Regions from separate parts of the Mus musculus genome. Here region 2 is linked to region 1. Evidence: chromatin contacts called from public HiChIP or PLAC-seq data. All regions are on one chromosome and are shown on one strand. Each heading gives the region's core, a stretch centred on a gene start, on an enhancer-like site or on the middle of the called end of the contact. The rest is flanking DNA. Distances are from core to core; before and after follow the strand shown. Region 1 overlaps Msi2 (musashi RNA-binding protein 2). Region 2 overlaps Msi2 (musashi RNA-binding protein 2).

The links. HiChIP or PLAC-seq counts read pairs in DNA pulled down with a chosen protein or histone mark.
Region 2: a contact with region 1 is called in an H3K27ac HiChIP or PLAC-seq map of heart atrium, with 5 read pairs. The contact joins two enhancer-like sites. A contact is called at or near these places in 10 of 484 Hi-C or Micro-C datasets (bone marrow-derived macrophages, embryonic stem cells and rod photoreceptor) and 2 of 115 datasets of contacts at active chromatin or transcription factors (embryonic stem cells and heart atrium).

The regions. Positions count from the first base shown.
Region 1 is chr11:88,512,101-88,518,654 of GRCm38.p6, forward strand. All of the region lies in intron 6 of Msi2 (musashi RNA-binding protein 2), which reads right to left. Among named protein-coding and RNA genes, the nearest start is that of 0610039H22Rik, 100 kb to the right of the region's middle. Within about 2 kb of position 4,446, at least 32 of the 459 cell types and tissues checked have an H3K27ac peak or open chromatin away from gene starts, as enhancers often do. A contact at or near this core is called in heart atrium, where this site is marked.
Region 2 is chr11:88,650,568-88,657,096 of GRCm38.p6, forward strand. All of the region lies in intron 5 of Msi2 (musashi RNA-binding protein 2), which reads right to left. Among named protein-coding and RNA genes, the nearest start is that of 0610039H22Rik, 35 kb to the left of the region's middle. Within about 2 kb of position 4,369, at least 30 of the 459 cell types and tissues checked have an H3K27ac peak or open chromatin away from gene starts, as enhancers often do. A contact at or near this core is called in heart atrium, where this site is marked.

The DNA.
Region 1 (6,554 bases), core at 3,196-5,695:
AGAGGCATAGCAAAAGCAACCACTGCTCTGATGCTGGCTTGCCGTCTGCTGTGGCCTTTAGTGGCTCACAAGTTGGAAGGGAGAACTGGCAGCTGTTGGTGTCTGCTTCCGTACATATACATCTCCATAATAGCATGGACCCCAAACCAGTGCTATCTGACTCTTGTTCCTCCCAAGGTACACCCCCTCACCCCTGAAGGATACTGAGACCCTCTGGCTACTAGAGTCTGCATTAAGACTTGTCACATCAACATTTCAGTGTGCTCTAGGATCAGCCACAAACCCTGGTCCCTAGGCTGACTGTTTCTGTGGTCCAAGTGTTTTCCTAGCTGCTTGATGCCACCTTAGCTGCACTGGAAGCTCCCAGTGATGCAGGGCTACTGACGTGCTGTACTGTGGCTATGGAGAGACCACATCCTAGGACCTCATGGTACCAGAGAATTAACTCTCCTACATGAAACTTTGTCTAAACATGCACTCTAATGAGCCTAAACCAGCTCTCAGAATAGAAAAAGAAAACAGAAGAGGGGGATTAAGGGCCCTACATGGGAGGAGCATAGATCAGAAGACTCCTCTAAGGTCCCAGAATTCCTTCAGCCTAGTGCGACTACAAGCTATGAGCACCACAGTCCACAAGGGGCAGTGTGGCACCTCCCATCTACCCCTCCCCAGGAGCTCTGGCCAGGTGCTCAGAGGATACTGCCAACTTGCACACTGGCTCCAAAGAGTCTGAGCCCTTCTTAGTGACCGGCTCCAAGGACTAAGCTGCTGCCTTTGGCTAAAGGACAGGGGCGGTGGAGGCAGAAGAATGCAGCCCCGCCCCTTCCCCACAAGGTGTATCAGCCACTCAGAACAATCTGGAAGACTGGAATTGAGAAACGGGGACTGATGGAAACATTTAACCAAAGTTCTTTGGGGAATGTGCCCAATTCTGTCCCGCAGAAACAGAACACCATGGGCTGCTCTCAAAGCTCACGGTCATCCTGGGCCTGAGACATCTTGAAACCTGAGTTCTATTCCAAATACTAGCACTCTGTCTCTTTGCCTTGGAGAACCCAGGACACTGGAGTGAGCTAACTTACCCCAACTCCGGGTTTTTCTCCCCTGCAAAGGCCATCCCACACTCTTCCTGGAGGGAGGGTGGCTGTCAAAGGCCTCCGAACTCTCCAGGTTCCAATGAGAGGGTACCTATCGGATTCCTACCTGAGGGGATCTGAGAGGCTGAACAGAAGCTTCCAGCCAAGACGGAGCCTTTCGGCCTAATTTACTTGGCAAACTCCTCAGGTGTCAACAACAGTCCTAAACATACTGAGTTTAGGAGAACAAAAGAGAGATCGCTAGTGTCTGTGGCTGGACATTCTAAACAAGCAAGATAAAGGACTAGGAGCTACTGAGTGCCAGGATGCTTCCACATGAATGTTCTACGGTCAGCAGGGTGACTCCCTCCTTGGAGCTGGTTTTGTGCGTTGCACTTCCTTGTGCTAGTGTCAGAAGCTGTGGGACCTTGGGTGCGCTGGGTAAGGGCTCCACTTCTAAGCTACACCTTCAACAGTTACCAGTTAGAGGAAAGAGCTTGCCCACGGATCTCCATGGTCTTTGATCTTTCTGTCCAACTTGCTCTTGGTCTGGCGCGTACTTGTGTCCCAGAGGCAGATGCTAGGGGCACCGTCATTTAGATGTCAAGGCAACACAACTCGTTCCTGAGCTTCCACCAGTTGGGCATTCTAATTACCCCTGCTGTACCTATCTGCTCACCCAGTTCCTCTTCCTTCCCAAAACAACAATGCCCATTTGCCTACTCCCCTCAAGAGATGCTTGGCCTTACAAGAAGATTCGCTTGCTGCTCTGTTTCTTACAAAGTCTTCACCATCTGCAGAATGGGGCTATCCCAGAACAAAAGTCAACCCCACCCCAAGATCCTGGCTCCAATGTCCCCATGTCTTCCCTCATCCCAAGCATATAAAGGTGAACACAAGGTTGGATGATAACAAGGACAGACAGGACTACGTGGTGGCGGTATCTGGCATAGTCTCCGGCCTACGGTGGGCTCCTCAGGATACTGTGGGGTGCTTCATGCATTAGGGAAGGGGAATGGTTTAAGAGTTGAAAGAAGACGAGCCAAAGCTGGCTGAGTCCCTTGGGGCTCATAAACCACAGCACTTCTGGAAGAACCTATGGGCGCGGTACCAGCTGGCCTCACTGGGCCCGGGCCGTGAGTTTTTCTGGCCAATTTGGAATTCCAAAGTTCATGCTTGGAAGTCCAGAGGCATTTGGCTCCAGTTCAGGGGAGCTTCTTCCCTGCTGAGTAGACCTGCTCTCTCCTCTGTCCTGTCTCCCTCCCACCTTCAAAGCACTTGCTCCCAGCAGCCCCAGCCCCCCTCACCTCCCTGCCTGACGCTCTTCTCCAAGTGGCTCGTTCTCTCTCTCTCTTTGAGTTCATCAGACACCCAGAGATGACATCCAAACCCTCTTTTGATAGAAGAGTGCTATCCAGACCCCAGAAGCCATGCAGTCTGCCCAAGGCCACTCACAGCCAGTTGGCAGTAGAGCTGGGACCAGAAACCAAGGCTCTTAATGGCCCTTAATGGCTCTGATGACACATAACTGAGCACGAAGCTAATACAGAGACTGCCTCCGGCCTGGCCAGCTCCTGCCAGTGCTTCTTCCAAGAAGCTCCCCCGGGAAGGGCATGTGGAGCCCTAGGCCAGTACATCAGGTTCCCTCTTGCCATGTTTACACGCTGCCAGCTTCACTGGGCCACCATTTTTTGCAGGATCTGAACAGAGTCATGTTTGCCTCTGGAAAAGCGCAAGGCACACATACTGTACACAACCCTCCCCTACCCCAATCACCTTGGATGAAGAATCAGCAAAGCTCTGGTCCATATACAAAACCCCCATAAGCTATGACATGACAGTAGTTAAGAAGGAATTAAAAAAAAACAAAAAAAAACCAACCTTGCCAAAGGAGAGGCAATTTCAGCCCATTGCTGATTATCTTTCATTATTCCACTGAGCTTCCGCAGATGCTAAAGGAGGCGGATGTTTAGGATGTATGGAAATATCATTTCCTCCTGGGACAAGGAGGAGGGAGGTGGGGTGGCTATATACACAAATGAGTTTTCCCCTGTTTTTTTTTTTCCTCCGGTAAGCCTAGTACTACCCTCAGGAGAAAGGAGGCCCACTCTGGGAACAGCTTGATCATTGGGACAAATGAAGGTGGCTTAGGCTGCTGCTCTGGGCTCCTTCCTTTGGGCTCTCTCTATTTACTCCTCCCCCCCCCCCCCACACACACACACTTGCTAGGGACCCACCATGAGCCTGGCACAGAACTGGGGATTGGCAGGAGCGCCCATCTACTAATAACATGATAGACAGGCAAAAACAATACCAATGAGGCCCTGGGCCACACAAACAAGAGGATGGGAGCAGAAGGAGGGAAATATAGCTCAATGGTCCAGGTGGGGAAGGAACAAGTTAGCTGGCAGGCCCACAGACGGCTGCTGGTGTAGGGATGGATATGTGGAGTGTGGAAAGGCAGAAAGCTCCAAGCAAGGGTACAGCTCACTTAAAAAGACCGTGTTGACATAGCGTATAGTATGTTCTATCTGGGTTGGCGAAACCTGGGCATGTGGGGAGGCAGACATATGGAATACCCATGCTGAAAGACCTTCCTTAGGCTTTCTTCTAGAGGGCCACAGGGCCACAGGCTGGGCAGAGAAGTGGCATGGAGAGCCCAGCCTCCTGATGCTGTTCCTCTGGCAGCAGATGAAGGATAAGGCAGAGGAAGCCAAGCCTGAAGGTCAAGGAAAGAGCCTGGCCGCTTCAAGGACAAGTGCTAGGAGAACAAGAGCCAAAGACAGAGTAGCCAGAGAGAGGGGCAAGCCATGTTTCCAGGGTACAATAGAGAAAGTGATGCCTGTGGATCTGTGGGGATGGTAAAAGGGAAGGCGTAGAGATGCCTTCTCCCTTCCTAAATCCCTGAGGTGGAGCACCAAGGCACAAGATCTGATGACAGCCTGAGTGGATCCTAACAATGCAAACACAACTCCTGGATTGGCACCACACTTGGCTCTGCAGGGTCATGAACTGACTCCAGAGCATAGCCCCGGAGGCTACACCATGTGGTCCTAAATCCTCCGCACTTCTCACATCTGTAACCTCAAGCCACGCCCTAGAGCACCCTAGGCTTCCAGTCTAGGCTCCCTCCCCTGCCTGGCAAGATTGGCTTTGCTCTCTTTTACAATCACAAAGCCCTAGGCCTACACACAGCTCTGTCCTTGAATTACACTCTCTGATTCTGTAGCCAAGGACATGGATGGTTCACTGGGTCTCTGTGCCCTTTGTACAAATTGGGGATCTTGATCTACCAATACACTGCAATACCATAAAAGCCAATAAGCAGAGCTGAAGGCCCGTTTCAGTCTGACTCTTCCATCCAGCCTCCAGATGGGGCCACTACTCCCATACTCCCTATTCAGGATGAAGGAGCTCAGATAACTTATGCAGAGCAAAGAAAAGGCACCAACAAACAAGCTTTCCAGACAAAAGTCGGTAAAATAAACCCCACATATTCTCCGCATATAATGTACGGAAATCACTTTCAAGTTCTCTTGCAAGAGAGAGATTATATAAATGCTATTTCTCGCGTGATTCCAATGACCCGAACTATTTTTGGAGTCTCATTTTGGCAGCTAAGTATGCTTTGCTTTGGCTGGGCTGGGTTTTTGTTTTGTTTTGCCCTTCCCTATAGAAAGGAGACTCAGCTCATTTGGATTAACTGAACTGAAAAGAAAGCAGTATCTCTGCTCTAATTCCACAAGGCCAGAAGAGCCCTTTATAAATTCATTTCTGGTTCTCAGATAGTGTTTGTGAACCTGTTGATTAGAGGAAGGGTATTGCCTATATTGGCTAGGAGGGGGGAAAAAATCTCCCTGTGATGTCCCCCCTCCTTCACCAACTGAGCAGCGGAAAGCGAGGCTCCCACCCACGTGGGTGCTCAAAGTCAGAGAGCAATTTGCATGAGTGGAAAACTCATTTCAGAAGCAGCAGAAGCTGTTACTCTGACTTTGTATTCTGGGAAGGTGATTGAAGGCATGGGCCTGGCTCGAGAAAAACCAAGTCCCCAACCCCAGGCTTTCCAGAGCTCACACAAAGGGAAGCTGATCTGGAGCACTGGTGTGGACCTGGTGCATTGACACTGACCTCGTATGCTGGGGCAGATCTAGGTAGAACTGGTGCACTGGGATACAGGCACTGGGATACAGGCAGACCCCAGAACACTAAGGGGGAGCACTGGGGTGGGGGGATGGGGGAAAGAGCCTGGCATAGTGGGGTGGATCTCGCACACCACTACAGCAGACCTTATGTACTGGTGCAGATTTGGTGAAATCGTATAGATGTGGCATATTGGTGTGGCATGGGCAGTCTTAGCCGACAAGTGGAGTGGGCTTGGCCTGGCAGCGTTGATGACCTCTTCCCGCTCTGACATGCCAGAGTTGGAAAGTCTACGGCTGATTTGCAACTTCACCCCTACGCTACTTTTGCTAAGACTAGAACAGTCCAGGCCTGTGTGTTCAAGGCCAAGCAGTCCGTTTGTTCTGAAACAAATGGAAAATAGAGCATGCTCAGAACACGTATGAACTGCAAGGTCATAGCTCTACAGGGCACCACGAAGCAGCCCAGACCAGCACCGTGGAAGATTCAGCAACAGGGAGACATGGGTCTCTTCCAACACAGCACACCTTCTTGCTGGCAAGTGACGCCTATGTCAAAGAAGCATGAGAAAATGACCAGGAAGTTTCGTCAATGGGGGGGGGGGGGATGATCACGTCTACTGGGACATAGACCAGTGAAGGCCTCATGGCATCAGAACTGCTCTTCAAGGGCTGGAAAGACAGCTCAGTGTTTGGTTGCACTAGCCACTCTTCTGGGTGACCAGGGTTTGGTTCTTGGCTCCCACATAGCAGCTCACAGCTGTCTGTAGCTCCAGCTCCGGGGGACCTGACACCCTCATACAGATAAGCATGCTGTAGATGCACCACTGTACATAAAATAAAAATAAAACCCTAATTTAAAAAAAAAAAACAAAAAGAAAAAAAAAGAAATAAAAAAAACTGTTCTTCAAGCTGAGCGTGGTGTCTCACACCTTTAATCCCAGCACTTAGTAGGCAGAGGCAGGCAGATCTCTATGAGTTAGAGGCCAGCCGGGTTTTCAAATATGAGTTCCAGGAAAGCCAGGGCTACAGAGAGAAACCCTGTCTCTAAAACCCCAAAAGAGGCAAACAAATAAATAAAATAATACCGACTGCTTTTTAAGCAAGTGTACAACCTCTATTTGTTCTTTACTATTCTAGGGTTTTGTTTTTGGTCTGAGCCAGGGTTTTCTGTTGTGCCACTGGCACATCCAAAGATGACCTTGAACTCTTAATGTTCCAGTCTCCACTTCCAAACCCTAGCCCTGCAGACGTACTTGACTACACCCAACTGATGTGGTTCTGGGAAATCAAACACAGGATTTCATGCATCATGAGTAACTACTCTACCAACCAAATT
Region 2 (6,529 bases), core at 3,119-5,618, 140 kb after region 1:
AACAGAGAAACCAGGCCTTCCCGAAGGAGCAGTCTGACCTCAGGGATGCCCAGCCATGAGGGATGAGGCTGAGAAAGAAACTCAAGAGCACTCCTGTCCATCAGAAGATTGGAGGGAAACACTGACCCAAAAAGGGTTCCTGGGGTCAACTCCAAGACCACAGTTTTAGAAGAGACAATCACCCGCTATGAATATCTAGAAGAAACCCAGGACTAGACAGTTTTACCAGGGACAGGGTCCTAGTCCCAGTATCTGGTAACTTCAGGTAAGTTAACCAGTCTCTCTGAGCCTGGCATCCTTCACCGGGCAGTCTGTAATGTCAAGCCTAGAAAACAGTTTTAAGAGCTGGAGGGAGAGGTAGTTGCTAAGCTCTGGAGACAATAGCTGGGACACTGTGAGGATTGTCTGCCTTGACTCTGTGGAGGGCTCCAGAAGCAGATCCTCTAATACGGCCACACCCTCCGCTGACAGAAGCCCAGGACTTAGCTTGACCCCCATCTCATGAGTGCCCCTGAACCAGAACCATCCAGCCTAGAAGCCCATTCCACAGGCCCGCATGAGGCAAAAAGTGTACACCAGTTAAAGTTACCAAACTCCAGACTCTTTGTTACACAACAATAGCTAACCAACACACATTCTGACTCCTGGCACTGAGGAGTTCAATAATAGATAGATCCTATAATGCTCCCTCAATGTTCTGGACATTAACACTACCAGAAGGCCCAACGTTCATTTGCCATTCTTAGACAAGTCACTGTATCAAATACTTATATTAATTAAATGCGCCCAGACTTTACAAATATTAAAACAGAAACAATGATACATAATGATGTCCTGTGTATCTGAAAAAGCTAGGAAGGGTGATTTTGAATACTTCCATCAAAGGGAATGATAAATATGAAATGTAGATATATTTACACTAATATGAATGTTTTATATGTATACATTTATGAAAACATCTTGCTCTTGTAGAAATATATTTTAATGTATCTTCTTTAAATGGATTTAAATATTTTTCTTCCTCTTTTTTTCCAGGGTTTTTTTTTTTTTGGTTTTGTTTGTTTGTTTTTGCTTTTTGTCATTTGTTATTTGTTTCTTATAATGGGTTTCACATACCCTCTTGCCTCTAACTCCCGGGCTGCTGGGATTATAGACATGAGCCACTACTCCCAGCTTTTTTTATTTAAAGGTATATATACGGACAAGAATGATGCCTCAGAGCCTCAAGCTCCACAAAGCTGAGGATGGATTGGTCACGAAGCTGAGAGCTCAGGAGGCAGTCACTCAGAGCTTCACTCACAGTGAACCACAGAAGAAAACTCAATGGGGCCCAGGCTGCTCTGGGGATCCTGCGGTATTCCTGCAGAGAGCCAGCTGGTGGAAAGGAGGGCTCGATTCTGTAGGGGAAGGCCTGGGATTGGAGTAGCCCCACCTCCAAGGCCTCTAGGCTCTAGAATGATAACATTCAGTCGTCTATGAGTTCATCCATTTCAGAGGAAAATCTAGTAATTCACCCACTGACTTCTCAAGGAAATGTGGGTAGGAGGGGCCAGATATAACCATAAAAATGGACAAAATATGCCCAGAGAAATACAACACATGGGGTGCCACATCCCTATGACAGTCAGAAGATCAGTCATGGACATCCATCTCTATAACTTTGGCAGAGGAGCCAGCTAGAAGAGAAGAGCTGAGCTGACCTTAACCACCAAGAACAGTAGTTAAGCATACAAACAAACAAACAAACAATAGTGCTGGCATAAGCCTTCCTGCTTTAATCATAGCTAAATCCCAAGCTTGAAGTCTCCTACCAGTTTCTGTTAGCTTGTTACTCTTCCCAACCCCTGCTGCTGCACTCGTACAGGAGAAAGCAACCCCACAAGGTGGGGGGGGGGGGGGGGGCAGGTATCACTCTCCACCTGTCTATCTTTGGGAACAAAGGAGCCGGGAAGTCTGTCTCCCTTTATCCAAACCAACAAAATGGCAGTAAATCCTTAGTTTCAGCCAGTCTTCCACTTTGTCTGCATTCTGTCACTGTCAAGAATCAGGGAAGAAACATGACTAGAACCGTCCAATCCAAAGGCACTACCGGCTTCTCAATCCTGCTCCCTGAAGAGGTTCAGTAAACCTTCAGGCTGAAAATCTCCACCCAGGGGGCACAGGATAGACTCCAGCTTCCCAGAGGTGACAAGGGAGTTGATGTACCCCATAGTACTGTAGGAAAACTAAGGCACAGAGAAACAAGGTGACCTTTGGATGGAATAGTCCAGGATGAAGCCACCACTGCTGAGCCACAGGTATTGTTGGGGCTAGTCGAGGCCCATGGCGCCACGTAAACCATGTCACCTTTTCCTTGGTCCCCTGAGAAAGTATGCCAACCCTACAGGAAAAGTCTTCTCACTAAAAAATATTTAAAGGCGTAAGCAGTACCCTGGTTAATTACACCCAGAAAAGGCTGACTTGGGAGTAAAGAAGTTAAGAATGAGACGCCTGGGAGAGAAGCATTCAGAGGCCAATGTGTCATCTGCAGCGACGTGGACCAAACGCAGCCAACAGGGCAAGGGAACAGGATGCATCTATGAGCAGCGCACATTCCTTAGGCTTCTGCATAAACCCTGAGGCAGGAGACAGCCCCATTTTACAGATGTGGAAACTAAATGACAGAGAGGTCAGGCTATATCCAGGTCACATAGCCAATAAAAGCGCAGAGCCAAGATTCTAACCCTGGCAGTCTGGCCTGTGGATCTACTCTTAAATAATGTGATAGCATCTATCCACCTGCTTCAGAAACTTCTCCCGTTCTAAGGCTTTCTGTGTGATGTGAAGGTTTCCTTAGGCTGTCCCCTATTTGTGTTATGTAATTATTTAAAAAGGATCTTCAACTCCCTGCTTTCTCTAAGGCTCGAAGATAACCAACGATGAGACATAAGACAATCAAACTAGAGAGTCTTATCACAGAAAGGGGGTAAAATAAATCTGAAAACACGATTCACAGACACACTGTGTCTCTTCTCTTCCCCACATTGACTTCCAAGTCCCCTAGGCATCTCAGTAAAAACGGGCACCATGATCAAATTCCAAAGTGTGTCTCCCACACGGAGAAAAGCTTACTAGGTGCCCAGTGAGAAGCAAACATGATATATTACTACGTTACTATACAAGAGGAGACTAAGATCATTTCCCAGTATGACGTTAAAAAAAAATCAAGTCTGTAACATTCAAAGCATCTGAAGATGCTGCAGTTCGCTAAGGTAAAAACATCTCCCACAACCCTGCCTCTTCACAAGCCTTTGCTTTCCCAATACAAAGTCACAAAATGGAGAGAATAATAAAACCTGTCCTCTTATCCCTTCGGGGCATCGAGATCACTTCAGAGAAGCCTGAGACATTTACCTAGTGTTTACTAAGAAGGGCCATATGCCTGGTAGTCTTGGGTCATGTGACATGGCACTTTAGGACACACTGGCGCTCCCTGCACCTGCTACAATGTCCCTCCCAGTTTTGGGGACTCACTGAGATGCAGCAGAACTCTCGTACATCCCTTGCAGGGCTCAGCCCCAAGAGTATCAAGACAACTGACCCACTCAGCTCTTGGGCTCCTCTTTCTTGACATCTCAACTCTCCCCCTTTTATTCAGCTTTTGTAGAAACTTCTAGAAACCCAAGTCACCTGACTCCAGCCTGATACCTCAAAGCAGGTCTGCCTGTGGCTGTGGGCTCATCAGGAAACTGCATGGAAATACAAGCAGGAACACAGAATCGTATGTCCTGGGCCAGTTGAAAAAGTTTCACTATGGAGTTTAAGCTGTTCTAGACACAACAGAACAATAAGACCAAAAAGCCTCTTCAGGCAAAGAAAACAATATAATCTCATCCCTTGTCTGGCCGGAAATACGAATTCGAAGATAAAGGTACCAGAGCCTGGAACACTAGGGCCCTACATGGCCTGTGATAATCCCTGCAAAAAACCACACTGGTACCCATGACTCTGGACATTACATCATCCACTCCCTTAAACATTAGCTAAGACCTGTGGATGGAGAACCACCCAGGGCAGGGTAGAATGTCCAGCTATATGCCTTCGATTCACTTGTGTACTAGTTAAGAACCAATTAGAGAACTTGGGGGAAGAGAGTGGGTAGGTCTCAGGAAGCTGAGAGACAGTTCACACTCAGTACACCTGGAGTGGCAAGCATAGCCTGAACGCTGACGGCACAGTCCCTCAAGTGGCCCTCTGGTCACAGTGGCCCTCTAAACGGGATGCCTTCTGTCCTGCTTGCTGACTGAAAGGAGTTGGAAACCCTACCACCGGCCCTCCTGTGTCATTATTCAACAACAAACAGAAACTATATTTAGAACTGTTTCCATGAAGGCGCCACGGGCAAAGGCCACTCAACCTCGGAGACGCAGAAAGGTGAAATGAGGTTACCCTCCCCGCTCCCAGCCATCTATTCAACACAGCATCTCATTTTATAAATGGACCTTAAAATTCACAGGAGGAAAGACAGTTTTCCCAGGAGCCACTGCGTCCATTCTGCAAAATTACGTAACTCAGAAAATGAGGGTTGTGATTTGATTATGCCTTCAACAGCCTGGTGCCAAGGCGACCAGCTCACCGTGCCCATCAACCGCTGGTAGGGAACAAAAACACAGAAGAGCAGAACAACTCTAGATAAACCCTTTTGCAGTAACCCACGTAAGTTAAGTCTTAAGCAAACCTCTTGATAGCCTCAGTGGCCCAGGTTTGCCGCACCCCACCCTAAAGCAAACTCCACGGAGGGTTTTTGGCCCACCCAGTTGGGTAGAAAAGTACACAGCTCCAAGCTTGGGCTGACTGAGTAGTTTGTCCTTATTGGAAGTTTATACTTGCCTCACACACAAGGGGTACTGTTGGAAGGAATCAAATAATTTACTGTTGGACATTCTGGTTTCAAGGACAGCACATGCCCTTAGGAAAGCAAAAATGTTACCATTTACCTTTTAAAAAAAAAATTACTAGCTTTTTATTTCGAAGCAAGTTAATGGAAATAGGGCTTTTTCAAAAATGCAGTTGAAGGTGCTGAAACCTCCTGGAATCAACCTCCTTCTGTAGAATGTAGAGCTGTTTAACAGAGGGAAATTAAAAAAACAAAAAACAAAAAAAAAGTTCTTAAGAGTTGTATTCCAGTGTCCTGCAGGAGCCCCAGGTGAGGCCTCCCTTGAGCCCACAGATCTCTACCTACGCTCTGAGCTGTCACATAGGTTTTAACTAAAGCACATTTATTTATCATCTCAACTGTTCTTTGTCCTCCTCGCTGGGCTTAATGTAGACAAAACAGGGCTAATTGTGTCTATTTCACCAGTAAGAGTGGAGGCTGCTTTCATAATCTTGTCACAAGAACCAAGCCACTTGAGACACCCCAGAGGTCATTCGTCTACGGTGCTGCGCTGGGGAGACCAGGATTCCTGAGTGAAGAGGACTATGTCATCTTTCTGCACTCGGGACAAGACACTCGTCCTTGACTGTAAGCGTGCAGCCAGGTCTTTCTATACAGGCCCAAGTGGATAGGCTCCTTGCCTGGAACAGCCTCTCACAGACCCAGGTCAAATGTCCCCCTCTTAATTCTGGGAATTTCACAATGCAAAGGGACAGGGAGGGGAAGGGAGGGGCGGGGCTTCACTTTCAGATGTTTCCATTTTTCTCAGCAAGGTTCATACTCTAAAAGCAAAAGATGCTGAATTCAAAAGGAAGGTAATGATTATTTTTCATGACAAAAACCTTCCCAGGCAGCAATACCGCTGGCTTTCTCTATCCATCCACCTACCCAGGTTATCCACCTCATCCACAATTTCTGAGTTCTTTGGTTTTGTGTGTAGCGGACAGAGTTCAACATTGGGTGTCTTCCTCTATGACTCTACACATTTTAAAAAGTCAGAGTCTCTCACTGAACCTGAAAGCTCACCAGCTCAGCAAGATGGCTCAGCAAGGCCCAGGCATCTTTCTATTTGTCTCTCCGTACTGCTGGGGATGCAACTCGGGTTCTCATGTACACGCATAGCAAGCATACCAACTGTGCCATGTTCTCTGACCCCGCCCCCCAGGTTTTCCAACTTAAATATGGATGTAATTTTGTATATATTTCCTTTTTTAAAAAAATGGGTATTATACATTTATATCAAACCTAAACATGAGACTCCATTACAAAACGCTGGGGTTTCTGAGTGGGCTCCAGGACCACTCCACCCAGCTGGTGGGAGCACCTTCAGCATCAGCCAGCGAGCTCCATGGTTGCAGAACAACAGAAGGATACAACCCAACTGAGCTAATCCTTAGGGGTTGGTCAGCTGGGTTGTTCAGTTTGTCTGTATAAACAGTGCCACAATGGACATCCTTGAATAAGTCCTTTATTATTTGAGAAGAACTTTGTTTGATTACTGCCTGGGATGACATTCTTCTAGGTGGAACTCCTGGGCTCTGGGTTTGCTCTTAGGAGAGGGACTAAGGATGAGAGGAGCTGCTGATATATTTTGCTGGTACCACAACTACATTT